Linked DNA regions of Hordeum vulgare: region 1 is linked to region 2. Evidence: chromatin contacts called from public Hi-C data. All regions are on one chromosome and are shown on one strand. The core of a region is the stretch at or near the end of the contact, and the rest is flanking DNA. Distances in the headings are between cores, read along the strand shown. Region 1 has its middle 4.9 kb from the start of LOC123411074. Region 2 has its middle 45 kb from the start of LOC123408566.

What was found. Hi-C and Micro-C count contacts between places; a contact is called where the count stands out from the background.
Region 1: a Hi-C map of seedling shows a contact between it and region 2, with 2.2 times the contacts expected there. The contact joins two enhancer-like sites. A contact is called at or near these places in 2 of 6 Hi-C or Micro-C datasets (leaf and seedling).

What each region holds. Positions count from the first base shown.
Region 1 is chr7H:172,116,627-172,119,327 of MorexV3_pseudomolecules_assembly, reverse strand. No RefSeq gene overlaps it. Among protein-coding and RNA genes, the nearest start is that of LOC123411074, 4.9 kb to the left of the region's middle. Within about 2 kb of position 1,442, at least 3 of the 3 cell types and tissues checked have open chromatin away from gene starts, as enhancers often do. A contact at or near this core is called in seedling, where this site is marked.
Region 2 is chr7H:171,909,606-171,912,305 of MorexV3_pseudomolecules_assembly, reverse strand. No RefSeq gene overlaps it. Among protein-coding and RNA genes, the nearest start is that of LOC123408566, 45 kb to the left of the region's middle. Within about 2 kb of position 1,420, at least 1 of the 3 cell types and tissues checked has open chromatin away from gene starts, as enhancers often do. A contact at or near this core is called in seedling, where this site is marked.

The sequences.
Region 1 (2,701 bases), core at 193-2,692, 210 kb before region 2:
TAGTTTCTTTTTTTTATTTAAAAATTTCCGTTTCATTTTTGTTTATTTATAATTTAAATAATTTAAAATTACAAAAACTTTTGAATATTAAAAAAATAGGAATTTTTATTTAAAATGGTGACGAATTTTTATTTTGAAATAGAAATAGGATTCAAAAAAGTGCCGGTTTTTTTTGCAAATTCCAAAACAATGTCCATCAATTTAATAAATATATGACTGATTTCTAAAAATGTTTGTTTATTCAGAAAAACTTCATGCGTTTCAAAAAATGTTTGTGCATTTAAAATAAAATCCTCCAACATAAAAAATTATGTTCGTCTTTTCTTACATTGGTCGCCAATTTAAAAGAAAATATTTAAACCCGTTCGAAATATAAAAAATATTCACGAATTTTAGTAAATGTTTTTGAATTGTAAAAAATGTTCTCAATTTTAAAATTATTCCCATGTTTGTAAAATTGTTCACGAAAGATCTAATGTATGTAGTTAAACATGAATGCTCCTAAGTCTTTGTGACAATATACCTGTGTGAATTTTGAAGAATTAACTGTTGGATGGATCGGATTATTATTGTATGTTTTTTAAAAAAAATCTTGAAATTCAGAATAAATCTTTGAGTTACCTAGATTTTTGACAACCATGATATATATTTTTTGAAAATGTAAAGATTGCTTCAACTTGTGAATAAATTTAAAAAAATGAACATTTTCTTGCATTTATGCACAAAATTTCTAAATCAAGCGATGATATGTGAACATAATGTGGTCACCATAATTGGAGATTATGTTTTTTCTTCCATGACAACGCACGGGCATTTTGCTAGTAATAATATAATAGATAGATGGACGTTGTTGTCCATTTGCTTTTTGTTGAACGCATGTGTCGATCGATTTTAAAAAACAGACATGGACAAGCCGACACACGATTTAAACGGACGAAAATCGGACAAAGCGCGTGTCCGCTTGGATCGCCCCATTGGAGTTGCCCTCACCCAAAATGCAAAAAAAAACAAAAAAACAAGCCCGACCCGTATTTCAGGCTAGCCCAAGCCCCGCCCGGGTTTTACAGGCCGGGTTGTCCATGCCCGGGTCTCCCACACGCATGCCGTCATGCCCCGTTCCCCTACGTGCAGAGAATATTATCGCGGCCGCTTCCTTGCTCCGAGGTGTGCCGCGTGCGTGCTGGGCGCGGCACCCTCGTACCCACACGCCGGCCGCACCGCTGCCACGCCGTAGCAACACACGCGTGGGCGGCCTGGAAAGGCGGGAAGGACTCACAAGACGAGCTAGTGCTAGGCGCGGCCGCAGTGTAGTGCGTGCCCCCTGCCACCGGCCCTATCGGCGCGCGCGCGGGGTCCTCCTCGACTGGCATCGGCCCGGCGCAGTGCAGTGCACCGCACACGCGCGTCGTTTGGTGCCTGCCCGGCCGGTACGGCGTCTGCTCTCTTCCGAACCGGCCTACTGCCCGATGGACCACCCACGCGGCCGCTGCATTCGACGGAGCGGTACCACCGCTACTACTGCGCGAGGCACGAGCGAAATCTCGTGACTCCTGAGTAGGGTGTAGGGAAACAACGTTTGATCCGGATCTCTCTGTGCGCGCACTGGTCGTTCAGCGCTTGTACCGTGCCGTTGCGTGCACGGGCCGACCGAGCTGAATCTTTTTGAGTTGGGAGCTCTGTATGCGAATCCACTGGTAGCTAGGAGTAACTCACTGTGGCAACACCCGTCATATAAAAAGATAAAAGATCGCTCGTTGAGCCAACTTAATCGAAACGCATGCGCCAGTGCTACACAGCATTGTGTGTTGGTAACATGTTCCGCTCCCAACTGCTTTACCAAGGGCTACATGTGATTCCTATTCTTTCACGTACACTAGTGACGCCCAACAGCCGCTTTTGATTAGCTAAAATATTCAGGTTAGTGGTACTAATCAGCAGTCATCACCATCATGTTTCGGTGCCAAAAGGCCAAGGAGCACGGGCTACGCTAGCTAGCCCTCGAAACTAATCCGGACACCCAAGAGGTAGAGATCAGAGCAAAAATGTATTAACACCTTCACCAAGCATGTTCATGTTCCCCGAGCAAGTTCAATAAGATACAGTCAGCACGTTGTAAAGATTAAAATATTATATTTTTGCTGAGTTGGATGAGAAAGAAGGGAAGCAGACTCTTCATGAAGTTCTAGCATGTCCTTCTAAATGCTTTGTAAGAATAAAAAGTAAACCATATATGATAAAAGTACTATTATTTTATAGATAACTATTATACAAGCTAGCTATAAGATAACTTATAGCTAGCAGTTGGCTATACTATTAACCATGCTCTTACATGACCAAGAGGCTGTTTTCAATTGATGCCCACATACTAAGCATCTTCATTACCCCAAAACGATTGCATGTTTTGCAATGTTAATGGCCGACCGAGCCACCCATACAAAACGAGATATCTCTACTACTTTTAGGCCTTCCCGCCTTCGCATTGGTGTGCTAACATGGCTAGCTAGCTGCAAGTGTATCTCGGGTAGCTTTACACCCTTTGCATTTCTCTTGGGAATTGCATGTAGAACAGTAGTGGTGCTATGTGAGCAAATCATGTTCAGCCAAAGCAGCGAACCTACTATTTTGTGTGCAATTTGGCTTCTTCCTTGAGATTTGCTGGGACTGGGATCACTAACATGTCACACCGTTCTAAATATTATGT
Region 2 (2,700 bases), core at 171-2,670:
CGACAGACGGGGTTGGACGCGGTCGGCGTGGCCGATACGGCCGGCTGGAGGAAGGGGCGGCAGCCGCCGGACCGGAGGAAGGAGCTCTTTATCCCAGTTTTACAGTTTGTTTTATAGGTTCTGTTCGGCCGTAGCTAAAATGAACCCTTTAAATATATTTTGACCCGTATCCCGTTTTACAGTTTGCGTTTTTACGGAGTCTGCTTGAGATGCTCTCAGGTCTTTGTCTCCCAGGCGCACGTTTCCTACCTAAGCCGCCGCCACGAGCCACGCGATGTGGGGGGGGGGGGGGGGGTTCTTTCACCGGAAGTCAACCGGTCCTGCGGTAGGAGGGAGGGAAGACCCGTTTCCTCCGGTTTGTAGTTAGGGTTTAGATCTGTAGGTCGTGGTGCGTCGTTGGGGTGATGGCAGCGGCGTCCAAAGGAATAAATCTGCTTCAGCTTCACTCTCATACTGGCGGTGTCTATCATGGCGGTGTCTCGGAGTTGATGGCATCGTGTGTTTGTCGTTCCTTTAGATTGGCGGCGCCAGTGTTCATGAATGGTGTCGGCGAGGCGGAGGCGACGACTACATGAGGTGTGTCTCTCCTTTTGCTCCGTCTCTGTTGTTATGGCGTTGTCTCCGGCGTCATGATGGAGCAGGGGGTTGTTGTTCAGGAGTACGCGCAGACTGTTGTCTACACAAGTGACAGCTGAAAGATGGTGCATCTTGTGCTGGGTTTGTGGTCGGTAGATGGCAGTTCTGGTCTCCTCACACGTTGTCGCCTTGCGGGTGTCAGTTCTAAAGTCGATGACGTGTCCGTGGACATGTTGTCCCGGTCTGGTTCTTTCAACGGCAATGGTTTTGCTTTGGCAAACTATTTTGAAGGTGAGTAAAGTTGCAGGTCAGCGATGGAACCGCGTCGAGTTTGGATGAAGAGGTGATCTGTTTTCTTTCCTTTTGATAGCCGCTTTGATGGTGTCGAAGGAGAGGGACACGCGATGATATTTTATACAGGACGATTTTATCTTTTAAGTCTTGTAAGGTCGATGTTTACGTGCCTTGTAATTTGATTTTATTTTATAAATGAGACGCATATTATCATGAGAAAAGAAAAAAGACTCAGTGAAGGAAAGACCGTCGGCTTCTTGAAACTTTTGCTTTTGTTTCGGACTACAGTTTTTGTTTGTGCGGGAAAGTTTTTCTTTAGCCGTTGTTTTTTCTTCTTTACGAACTAGGAAAACCTTTTTTTTAGCTTCTAGGGGATTTTTCTGGTTTTCTAATAACAAAAGAATTGTTTCTGTTTGGGTCGGGTAGGAAGCCCTGCATAATTGAACTCTTACATCCAGATCCAGCCAGTGACCGCAAATGATATGACTGATAACTATATCTCACTTATAGTGAGAGCAGCGCCTCCAGTTGAGAGTTTTCTCCCATGCAAGCATACTGGGCCAGCCCATTTACCCTTTTTTTTTGTTCGCTATGTTTTCGATTGAAGACACTCGCTTGCTGGTGGTTTTCTCGAACGTTCGTATTGGTTTTGGGCCGGTTTTTTAGATTTTTGAGGTTTGTATTCTTCTAGGTTTCATGTTGTTTCTTCAATGGTTTTCTCTATTTTCTTTGTCCCCCACCTGTTTTCCTTGTTTCTTTATAGGTTTTTATTGGGTTTTTCATTTCACTTTTTTTATCATTTTTCACTGATTTTTTTTATCTCTGTTTTTGGTTTTCTTTGCTTCTTTCTTGCTTTGCATCACTTTTCTTCGTTTTCACTGTTTTCATTCTTTGCAATGTTTTTGTTCTTATCATTTTTTCCTTCATTTTTTTATGATTCCTTTAATATCTTTCTTGGTTTTCACTCGATTTTTCCTTCTTATTTTTCCTTCAGTTTTTTTTTGCTTTTTTGTTTTTTTGTTTTTCATGATATCCACCCTTTGGCATTTGATTTCGTCGTTCATCCTTTTCTTCTTTTTGTTATTCGTGTTTCTTTTTGGGTTTTATTTGTTTTCATCATTTCTTTGTCAGATTTTATTGGGTTTTTTTTGGTGAACACATGTCTATTTTTTTAATACACAACGTACATTGTTAGTATACACGTGACACATTTTTGTGGACACACATTGAATATTTTGTGAATACATGATATTTTTTTCTTCTTATATACAAGTGTTGAACACTTTTTTGAGTACATAGTCAAAAAAATTCTAATACGTTGTGAACATTTTTTTGTAGGGATAAACATTTCTTCATAGACAATGTACATTTCCATATTCTGGACATTTTGATATACCTGTTTAACTAAATACAGAATTAGTTTTGAATGACTACTTTTATTCAACGTTCGCTGTACAGTTTTTCTATACATGGTACTCAAAGCACAAATTTTATACACGTTTAACATTGCTAAAACATATGATCAACATTTTCCATACACATACTATCTTTCTTGTCAATATTTTCAGTATGTATGAGAAACATTTTTCTGTACATATTTAACATTTTTCAAATACTTGATCAACTTTTCTCATACCCATTGTATATTTTGTATGCATGAGAAATATATTGTTATACACATTTAATATTTTTTGGAAATATGTGATTAATATTTAAAAAAATTTATGTAAAATGTTTTTTATTTATTTTTTAGAATAGTTGGAAGTATGAAAAAAAGAAAAAAACGTGAAAAAACTAGAGAAAACCAAGGTTGTTGCGTGTGGTCTCGGG